Linked DNA regions of Mus musculus: region 1 is linked to region 2. A link is a contact called in public Micro-C data. All regions are on one chromosome and are shown on one strand. The core of a region is the stretch at or near the end of the contact, and the rest is flanking DNA. Distances in the headings are between cores, read along the strand shown.

Region 1 (5,209 bases), core at 2,035-4,534, 190 kb before region 2:
TACTTCTGAGGTGGCTTCTGCCATATAGGGTGAGTAGGTTTCAGGGGAAAAAAAGTATATATATATATATATATATATATATATATATATATATATGTCCTGCTCACCCTCCATATATATTTTTTCTCCACATATATATGGAGAAAAAGAATCTGACTTTCAGCCTCCACAGCAAATGTCCTTTCTTTTCTTATATCTCCTCCTCTGAGGAAGACATTGGCCTGACCAAGACAGTTTAGTCAGTCAACAGGTTCTCCAGGGCAGGAACGAGGATTATGGAGAAAAAAAGAAAAAAAGACAATTAGATAAACACTTTAGGGTGACCCCAGACCGTTCTGAGGCTGAAAAGGGTTTATTTTTCCCAGTCTGCTTTTATACCATTTTAAGTACATACAAAATAAAAAGATCAGTTCTGGGACAAGGAACAAGCAGGACAATAAACAAAACCCCCATAAACACCTTTCTTAGGGGGCTAGTCTGGTTGACCAGGACAAGCCAAGTGTGCCTCTGCTGAGCCAGGGCTTGAGCTTTGTATTAACTCAGATGTAAATGTTCTTAGTCTGATCCTATTGCCTGAGTCCTAGCCCAAAACCAGATTCCCGGCTCAAGCTTACTTTGTCCTGGCTAGGAGAGGCTCTAAAACCTCTTCAGGGCTTGAGGTCAGATGTCTTATAAGGTGATGCACATTTTGGCTCTCCTGGCAGCACTGCAGCCCTGGTGAAGTTCTTCTTTAATTAATGCATTTTTTTTCCCTTGGATGCACATCTCACTCTGTCATCATTGGCTCTCCTAGAACTCATTATGTAACCCGAGCTAACCTCAAACCAGCCATGATCCTCTTCAGTCTCCCTAGTGCTGGGATTATTGTGCCTTGTTGCCCTGGTACAATTCTGAATACAAGGTGGTTCAATACACGCGCGCATGCTCGTGCACAAACACACACGCACGCACACACACGCACACACACACGCACACACACACACGCACACACACACACACACACACACACACCGTGGAAAGGACTCAATGTCAGGAGGAAACAGTTTGGGTTCCAGTATCTGCCCTGCTTCTGTGGGAAGCCAGTTAACTTCCAGGCATTGCCACTGGAGTTCTCACTTTGACACCTCCTACCCCCGACAGTCTTATTCTGTAACCCCAGGCTATCTTGGAACGCTTTAGCACAGGCTGGCTCCAAAGCATGATCCTCCTGCTTCGCTCTCCTAAGAAGCTGGGTTTAGAAGTATAGGCTACGCCTCCTGGCCATCGCTGAGGCTTTAAAACAACAAAACAAAGCATGGGCAAACAAGATGGCTCACGGGTAAAGGCGTTTGTTCTGAGTTCGATCCCTAGTCCCCACATGGAAGAATGAGAAAACTGACTTTTATCGTCCTCCAGCTTCCACATTAGCACCAGGTTTGTGCTTACCTGGGCATATATAGTATGCATACATTCTCACAAATAAATAAACATCAAATCTGACCCACACTTGGGAGCCTGAGGTGAGAGATTGTTGTAAGTTGGAGGCCAGCCAGGGCTCTTGGTGAATCCTGTAGGTTGGGGAAGGACTAAGACATGGATGCATGCACCTTGAGGCCAGCAATTCCCTGCAGCCTAGAGAAGTACATGGGATGAGCCTTCCCTGAAGAGATGGCAGAATTAACCTGAGAGAGAGAGAGAGAGAAAGAGAGAGAGAGAGAGAGAGAGAGAGAGAGAGCAAGCAAGCGCTTGGTGCATATAGGTGAGAGGCAATTGTGTGCCGCCCCCACCCCCACCCCAGAAAATACTCTTTTTACTTCAGCTGAAACATGAGGCTGAAAAGAGAAAATGGCCCACGAGGGGGATATGGCAAAAGGAAGCGGGGCCACAGGCTGAGAGTGTTGGTTGTGTGTTGGAACAGAGGAGTGACAGACAGGGTCAGAGCCCTGCTCGGGAAGTTAAACTGATGCGCTAGGCAGTGGGAAGACATGTAGCAATAGCTGAGGCTCTCGTGGTATCAGACGTGCAGTTATGAGGATAGGGGGGAAAAAAGACAAAGAAAAGCCTGGAAATGTGTAAGAGACACTGAGGGAAAGAGCTCAAAATGGAAAAATGTCAGAGTCCTCAGAACAAGGGCCCACAGTGAAAACACGTAGCTCCATGGTCTGGCATCCCCGTCCGCTCCAAACAGTCAGGGTTATTTTACTAACAACCCCCGTACTGTCCAGCCCTGCCTGTCTCTTATCTGTGTCTGCACCCTGGGCCTGGGACAGAATGCTCACCATTCTCTGTGAGCCATACATGAAAACCGCAGCCGTTGCCAGCTCACACCTGTGTTCCTGTGCCTTTCTGAGCCACTGTGTATCCTTCATGAGGAAGGCTTGCTTCCGGCATCAGTAAACTTGCTTTTCTTAAATGATTTTTCTGAGGGAGAGGAGGAGCCGAGTTTTGTATGCAAAAAAACCAGTATGGGCCAAGGTCTCTCGTCCTGAGGGAAATATTCACCCAGAGCGCTCAGGTCTCTTCTAAGTTGGAAGCAGGCAGTGACCCATCTCTGATCCCAGGGCAACGTAACAGACCACCAGTCTTATCAAGTTAAGGAAAAAATACCTCTGCTCAGAGGTGAGTCTAGGGAAAATGTTTCTATTTGCTTGGTGGATAAAAATCTTTAGAACAGAATGGAAAGAAAATCAGACCCGTTAATTTTTTCTTTTTTCTGGCTACCGGTTCAGTCTTTCTGTAGACAGATCCTGGGTGCCTTGCTTGCTGGGGCTGTGTTATTAGCACAAAGCGATCATTCCAGTGAGTTTGGCCTGGCGTTTGGGCCTGGTGCCCACCTTCTGTGTACTGGGAACTGGCCTGCAAGGGGGTTAGCTGACTCGGCGCATTCTGTAGTCTTCAGCAAGGACTAGAGTTTCCACACTGAGTTAGCAACACAGGCAAGGGATTGGAATTTGCAGCCAGGATATGATGTTAAGAATCCTGGCATTCTCTGCAGCCTGCCCACAAAGTCTCCTTGCGTTTCTCTATAAGGAGCCTGGGCATCGCTGGTAGTTTTTTTTGTTTGTTTCTGGTTTGGGTTTTGTTTTTGTTAAGAAGATATGTCATCACAGTGAACCATTTGGCTCAATAGTGCACAGTCATTACGTGGTCATACAACTTGAAATACTGATTTTTTTTTTAAATATGTATTTTCTTTTCCTCGTACTTGGGTTATGTAAGGTTATTTTCATACAAGTATGTACTTTGAATGCATCGCCCCATGCTTCCCTGCCATCCTTTTAGTTCCCCTAAGTTTCTCTTTCACTTTCTAATTTAAATTACTCGTATTGCTTATGTGTGTGCCAGAGGGCAGGAGAGGGTGTGGGGTCTCTGGAGCCGCAGTTGCAGGCAGCTCGTGCTCTGCCATCAGCAAGGTTCCCCTTGGGCTCCTGTTTGCCTTTCTCTAGAAAGAAAGTGGATGGGTGGGTTGGAGGCCAGAGCTTTCCCCAACCTTGCACGAATTTAGCGCTATCAGCTTTCTCTCACAGGTCATGTGGTAGTGTTTAGGCATCTGAGGTTTCAACAAGGTACCAAAAAAGCATTTAGCCCCGCCCCCACTGCCCCAAACAAGTAGCTTCATCGTTGTTTTCTTCTCTGGATAGTGAGTGATGTTAGGTTGGCTGCTTAAGCTGTGATGCCACACAACTTTGCTATGCTAGCAGCATCTGAGTAAGAAGGGTGCTGAGACCGCTCACAGTCCTTGTGCTCAGAGGCAGCAGGATTTTAACATCCTAATCTCTTCCCTAGGTTTGTCCGAAGTCTTTCTGTTGCTATTGTCCTGATTATGGTTGTCTGTTCCTTCCCTTCTGCTCTGGTGTGCTTTGTGTCAGAGACTGAATGTTACGCAGCCCCAGGCTGGCCTCAAACTTGCTGCCTACCAAGGCGATCAACTCCTAATCCCTAGTAGTAAGATGGCAGAATTGTACTGCCACACCCAGGTTGTTTGGTTCTGCTGTTTTGGTTTAGCTACTTAGCAGTCTGGAAAACTGACACCATAAATGTAAATGTGGAAATTTCAGACACTCTCTAGTTTCTAATCTTTGCATTGCTTACACCTGAGAATACAAAACAAACCAAGTCAAGGTGGAAATCCTGAGAGAGGTCTGACAGATCTCAGGACTTTCATGTGCAGACAGACCAGCAGGGAAATTCACCGTCCACGTGTTTCTCCTTCTAGATGCACAAGGTCCTCAGAGAGGTGGGTGTCACTCAGAATCCTCCAGCAAAGAGTGGAGGGGTTTCCTCCCACTGGCCTGTTGCAGAAGGGTCCAGACAGGCCAGTCATGGAGCAGAGGTTTTTATTGTCCTCATGAAAATCAGTTCTGGGGTCAGAACTGACCTCTGCCTGCTTTCAGTTACATGGTACCTTCTTCCACTTTTAATATCTGAGTTCTGTGCGGAGCATGCCTGCACCTGTAGTGTTTGATTCAGATATAGGCCAGGGAGAAAGGAATATAGATGGATTACACTACACTGGCTTTCCTTCACCCCTCCGTGTCCATGTTTATCATGATGTTTCTCTTGATCTACAGTAGAAAAACAATTTTATTAGCAATCTCTTTTTAAAGTCTGAAGGGTGTGCACCTTTCTCCATTGTGGGAGTATTCGTACACATCAGTAATTACTCTCGTGAGAGACTAACCTAATTATTCTGATATATCCACCAAATCGAAAGTAGGACACTAAATACATAGGAGTGTTAATGGCATTTTTTTTTCCTGTTTCAGTGAAAGAATGTCATCAGTAGATGGTTAGAAAATAGTTGTCCAAATTATTCCATATGACTCTATTAGAATTATATCATGTAATTTAGTTTTTCTACCAAAAGAAAGCAAGCTTGGACTAGCTTGGATTCCCTCTGACCCTTGATTTCCTGACTCTTGGAGAAAAAGTTTGTGTTAAAAAAGAAACTAACCTGTCTGTGGTGTGTTTATATAGCCATATACGGGCCCAAAGAGGCCACTCCATGCTAAGACAGTTCCAGTTGGGCTCCCAGCTCCCACATGATGGCTCTCATCCAGTTTCGGGGGCTCCAACAGCCTCATCTGTCCTCAGAAGGCTACGTGTGTGGTGCACATGAACTCAAGCAGGCACACACATCCACATAATAAACAAATAAATCATAGCATGTGCTATTGTGCAATGCCCTAGGTAACTCAATCCACAGATAAATAATAGCATGAATCATTGT
Region 2 (5,322 bases), core at 2,300-4,799:
TATAGCATATGTAGCCACACGTTTTTGCTCTCATACACAGTATGAAGTTCCCTCCTTTGGAAGAGTCTTAAGTTAAATCAGAGAGCATTTGGTTCCAACCACAATAGTCACAGCACTAATGAATCAGTGGGCTTATCCTGCTTAGAGTGTTGGATGGTTTCATGTCAACACAGAGAGATTCTCCATTGAGAAAATGTCTTTGTAAGATCTGCCTATACACAAACCTATAGAATATTTTGTTAATCAGTGATTGCTGTGGGAAGGCCCAGTCTATTGTGGGTGGTGCCACCCCTGGCACATGGTCCTGGGGGTGTATAAGAGAGCAGGCTGAACAAGCCATGAGAAGCAAGACAGTAAGCAACACCTGACTTTCCTGGATGGACTACAAGCTGTCTGATGAAATAAACCCTTTCCTTCCAGGTCCTTTTTGGTCATGATGTTTTATCATAGTGGTATAGAAACCCTAAATAAGACAGTAGTGTAGCACACAGGGTCCATTGTTGAGCTGGACTGTCAACAACCAGCTTTGCTCCGCAGCCAGTGCCCTGCAGGACTAGGAAATCAATCAGGGGAGAAGAAGCCTCCAGCTCAGACTCATGGATTTCTCCACACTCTGCTGCCAAAGCAGGTACTGTCTTTTGCAATGGGAACTTAACATCTAGTTCTGGCATACAACCAACATCAGCGCCAATAATCTCTGCAGCATGTAGAGCCTCGGGGGCCAACAACTCACAGAAGCAATTCACTTCTGATACGGGATTTTCCATCCAATAGCCTTATAGCTTCTGGGTGTGCCTTCTTTTAGAAACTACTTTTGTCTAGGGGTGGTGAGATGATCCAACAGTTAGGAGAGCACTCTGATCTTGTGTACCTTTCATCCTAGCATTGGAGAGGCAGAGATGGGCAGAATTCCAGTTCAAAGCTAGCCTAGTCTACCTAGCCAGTTCCAGGCCACCCAGGGTTACATAGTAAGACCCTGCTCCTCATCACAAAAAAAGACATTAGGTGGCTATAGTGGGGTTCATGCCTTTAATCCTAGCATCCAGGTGGCAAGGGCAAATGAATCTCTGTAAGTTTGAAGCCAACCTGGTTTATAAAGAGAATTTCAGGCTAGCCAGGACTATATAGTGAGATCTTGTCTTTAAAAAAAAAAAAGTACATTTCTTTATTTTTATTTTTTTGCTTGTTCATGAGGGTAGAGATCAGAGGACAACCTGTAAGAGAGAATTCTTTCCTTCCATAATATGGATCCTCGGGTTGGGGGAGAAACTCAGGTCATCGGGCTTAGTGACAAGGTTCTAACCTACAGAACCATCTCTCCAGCCCTGAGGGGTACACTTTTCCTCTGCTGCAGCATACCTTTGCTCAAATTCTAATCGTTGGGGTTTTGTAAATATTTCTTTATTAATGTGTGTGCGTGTGTGTGCGCGCACATGCTAAGTGTATGTATGAATACCATGTGCATTCGGTGTCTGCATTGGGCCCATTGAACTGGAGTTACAAGCAGTTGTGAGCTGCATGAGGTTGGTCTTGTGAAGTGACCCAAGTCCTAGCAAATGCCCTTAATTGCTGAGCCATCTGTTCAGCACCCTATATTTCCATTTTAATAACCCCATAATTATTTCAGTCAATACAGCCTGTGTATAGTTGTAAAATGAATGGAAGTACAATTAGTCCTGGTCCCTTTAGCCCTGTGACTGTGAAGCGAGTGCCCCAATCATTATCAGTTCTCCGTGCCTGTGGGTACCGCTGAGTTGGATAAGACCCAGTGTGCTTCACTCATGGATTGCTGCACAACACATTAACTGATTAAAAGTTTTCTGTTACAGGATATCTGAGCTGGTTTCTAGTTAGGTTGTGGCTCAACCCTTAGCACACACCTTTAATCCCTCTGGCTGGAATATAAACACATCCATAGCTCTCAGCTTTAATCCAAACAATGAAGGTAAAGTTCGTCTGTAGAAGGAAACACCCATGTTTGAAAGTGATGTCTAATTGAGTGGCAGAAAAAGTGACGAATCAGAGAAAGATCTGACAGATAGGATACTCCCAACTCTCACAAGGAGAGAGGAAGAGGAGCATTCAGCACAGGAATACAGTAGCGTTCCTAGAGAGTGGTACAGTAGAGTTGAGAAGGAGAGTGGAGCAGCCTAGAGCGAGAGAAAGAGGAAGGAGGCAGTTTGTGGTGGTTTGAATACGCTTGGTCCAGGGAGTGACACTATTAAGAGATGTGGACTTTTTGGAGTAGGTGTGGCCTTGTTGAAGGAAGTGAGTCACTGTGGGGTAGGCTTTGAGACCATCCTCCTAGCTGCCTGGAGGCCAGTCTCCCCTGGTTGCCTTCTGGTCAAGATGCAGAACTCTCAGCTCCTTCTCTAGCACCATGCCTTCCTGCATGCTGCCGTAGTTCCTGCTATGATGATAGTGGACTGGACCTCTGAACCTGTAAGCCGGCCCCAATTAAATGTTTGCTTTTATAAGACTCGCCTTGGTCATGGTGTCTATTCACAGCAATGGAAACTCTAACTAAGACACAGTTTTACCAGGACAGTTGTACAGAGACAGGTAAAGACAGAGTGAGCCAGAAAATGAGAAGAAGCCATATTAGAACATTGCTACTGTTAGTTTGAGGCACAGCAGAGCAATTCAGAGACTGAGAGAGAAGACAGCTTGGAGAGAGAGGAGTTTGAGTCAGAAGAGCTAGATTGAACCAACCAGCCAGAGTTCAGAAGGAAGAAGAAAGGGTGTGCTTAGCCAGCAGCAAGTTTCGGAGGCTGAAAACATCCTAGGCCTACATAATATTGTATGGAGGGTAGAGGCTTCCAAGACTAGGCCCAGGTTAGCAGACTGGGGCATTAAGGCTTGGAGACAATGGACTTGCGGCAGTGTCCACACAGGTGAGCACCGACTTGTATCCTTACTGACATATACGGACCCTGTATAGTCTCTCCGTGTCTTAATTTGGAACATGCCTCACATTTATTGTTACCATGCAGAATAGCAGACTATTTCATGGGAATGTTGGTAGCTCTAGCTACTTTCCAGTGTGTGCCAAATCACTGTGGCCAGACTGTAGATAAGAGCCTCCAGTGATCTCTGGAGGCAGATGGCTTGTAGCTTGGTAAGGGCATCTGCTTCCCGATTTTCAAACCTCAACCAGCTATGGGCTGCCAGCCACATAGAAAACCACTGATTCCTGTTGAACTCTGTTACATATGTCCTCCAAGATCTGCTGCCCCACAGTGGTGGAAAGAGCATCCACCTGGTTCTTTTCCCATTGGGCCAGCCATAAAGTCAGACCTCCGAATACAGCCCCGCTACTGTCCATATGGATTGTCACAGGGTAAATCTCACTACCAGTGAAACTGGTACTTTCCACTCTGCTGTCTCTTATCTCAGTCCGCTGGCTACGCTTTCTCGCTTTCTTGCTTCCTTTCTCCAGCCACACGGTGTCAGTGTTCATTTGCATTTCGACCGCCACCCAGTCCCGTTTGGTGTCCTCCCCTTCTGCAGACAGATGGTGTCCCTCTTAGCACTTTATCTCTCCTAGCGCTTGGTTCACTTACCCGGGGGCGGCTTAGAAGCTTGAAAGAACACTGGTGCCAACACAGCCTGCACGGCCTTGGCGACGGGACTTGCAAACACCGCACCACATTGCTGTAAAAAGTGCGAGCCGCCTCTGGCAAGTTTGATTTCGCGCTACCGGAGAAAGAGACGTGGCCTTTATTTGGATATGCAGCTTTCGCTGTCACTGGGATGCTGGGCCCTTCCTGTTGGAATGCTCCACGTTCATCCAGCAGTTGCTGTTTTAGTACTGTGCGCCAGCTTCCTTCCCTTTCCATGGCTAGGACCCAAACGCTATTAGAACTGTTTGCTCAAGCTGTTTTTTTCCATAGTCCCCCGAACATCTGGTGACTTCTAACACAAAGGGACACGGCCATTAAGGTTATCTTGCAAGGACCTTAGCTTACTCAGGAGCCTCTTGAGCCATCTATCTATTTTAGCACTTACAGCACGTGGTACATTTTTACTAAGTTGTTGGGTGTGATATTGATACCCCTCTTACTGGAGTATAAGATCTAGAATTTCACAGAGGAGCTCGCCCTTGCCTTTTGTGGACTGACTGCCCATCCTGCTTCCCTGAGGTGCACACCGCGAAGTCTTTCAGAGACGTGTTGTGAAACTTTTTCACTTAGGGGAGAGAGCAGGAGGAGAAAGCAAGGTCTCCAGCCACCTTCCCTTGACAAATAGACAGTGTGGCAGGTAATTTTGCATGAGTGGTAGAGACTCCTTTGAATTTAAATAACCCCTGGGGATTCAGCAACTCAGAGAATACAAAAAGACGGAGGAGAAAAGAAGGTAGAAGAAGGAAAAGAAGGAAGAGGAGGAGAAAGAAGGAAAAGAAGAAGGAAGAGGAGGAAGTAGAAGGAGGAAGAGGAGGAGGAGGAAGAAGAAGGTAGAAGAAGGAAAAGAAGGAAGAGGAGGAGGAAGAAGGAAAAGAAGAAGGAAGAGGAGGAAGTAGAAGGAGGAAGAGGAGGAGGAGGAAGAAGGTAGAAGAAGGAAAAGAAGGAAGAGGAGGAGGAAGAAGGAAAAGAAGAAGGAAGAGAAGGAAGTAGAAGGAGGAAGAGGAGGAGGAGGAAGAAGAAAGAAAAGAGAAAGAAGGAAAATAGGTGTGTTCGCAAGTTCCAACACCACATGGAGAGATGCCATTACTTGTATCTGTTGTTCTGGCATAAGAGCCGTGCTGGGCACAGTGGCATAGACATGGTAACTACCTTACTTAGTAGTGCTGGCCACAGCGGTGTAGATGGGGTCGACCTTACTTAGCTCTCTTCATCTGAAGTCTTTTATAGGAGCTGTCTGGCATCTTCACAGGCCACACACCAAGCTGAAGAAAGAAAGGCCTTCGGGTTGAGCAAATAACCTCTAATCTTTCTAGCTCCTTTAAAGTTGCTGTAATTTCAGCATAGACTTCCAGGTAGTCAGTACAATTTGATATTTATAGGTCGACTCAGAGCCGGAACTTTCTAGGTTCCCAGGGGGCCACTCACAAACGGCGGTCTTGACATTTTGCACTCTCAGGTGAAATTCTGCAATGGCGGCGTGCAGGGTGAGCACCAGCAGTGTGTCCACCCCCAGTAGATTCTCCTGCTGAGAAGAAGTTCACTCAGGGTTTACCCTTGGAGAGAGACAATTGCTATCACTGCGACTTACTGTGTAAACTTATGCCAACTTGACACACAGGATAGAGTTATCTGAAGGAGGGAAATGAGAAAAATGCCTCCATATGACCCAGATGTAAGCTATTCTCTCTCTCTCTCTCTC

The links. A called contact is a pair of places that touch in the nucleus more often than the background predicts.
Region 1: a Micro-C map of the G1E-ER4 cell line shows a contact between it and region 2, with 5 times the contacts expected there. The contact joins two enhancer-like sites. A contact is called at or near these places in 4 of 484 Hi-C or Micro-C datasets (the G1E-ER4 cell line, the N1E-115 cell line and embryonic stem cells), 2 of 115 datasets of contacts at active chromatin or transcription factors (memory CD8 T cells and pancreatic cancer cells) and 2 of 9 other capture datasets (adipose tissue and pancreatic islet).

What each region holds. Positions count from the first base shown.
Region 1 is chr3:51,551,331-51,556,539 of GRCm38.p6, reverse strand. The region is part of intron 1 of Setd7 (SET domain containing (lysine methyltransferase) 7); the gene reads left to right. Among named protein-coding and RNA genes, the nearest start is that of 5031434O11Rik, 6.0 kb to the left of the region's middle. Within about 2 kb of position 3,284, at least 232 of the 459 cell types and tissues checked have an H3K27ac peak or open chromatin away from gene starts, as enhancers often do. A contact at or near this core is called in the G1E-ER4 cell line and adipose tissue, where this site is marked.
Region 2 is chr3:51,363,563-51,368,884 of GRCm38.p6, reverse strand. No RefSeq gene overlaps it. Among named protein-coding and RNA genes, the nearest start is that of n-TPagg5, 6.8 kb to the right of the region's middle. Within about 2 kb of position 3,549, at least 116 of the 459 cell types and tissues checked have an H3K27ac peak or open chromatin away from gene starts, as enhancers often do. A contact at or near this core is called in the G1E-ER4 cell line and adipose tissue, where this site is marked.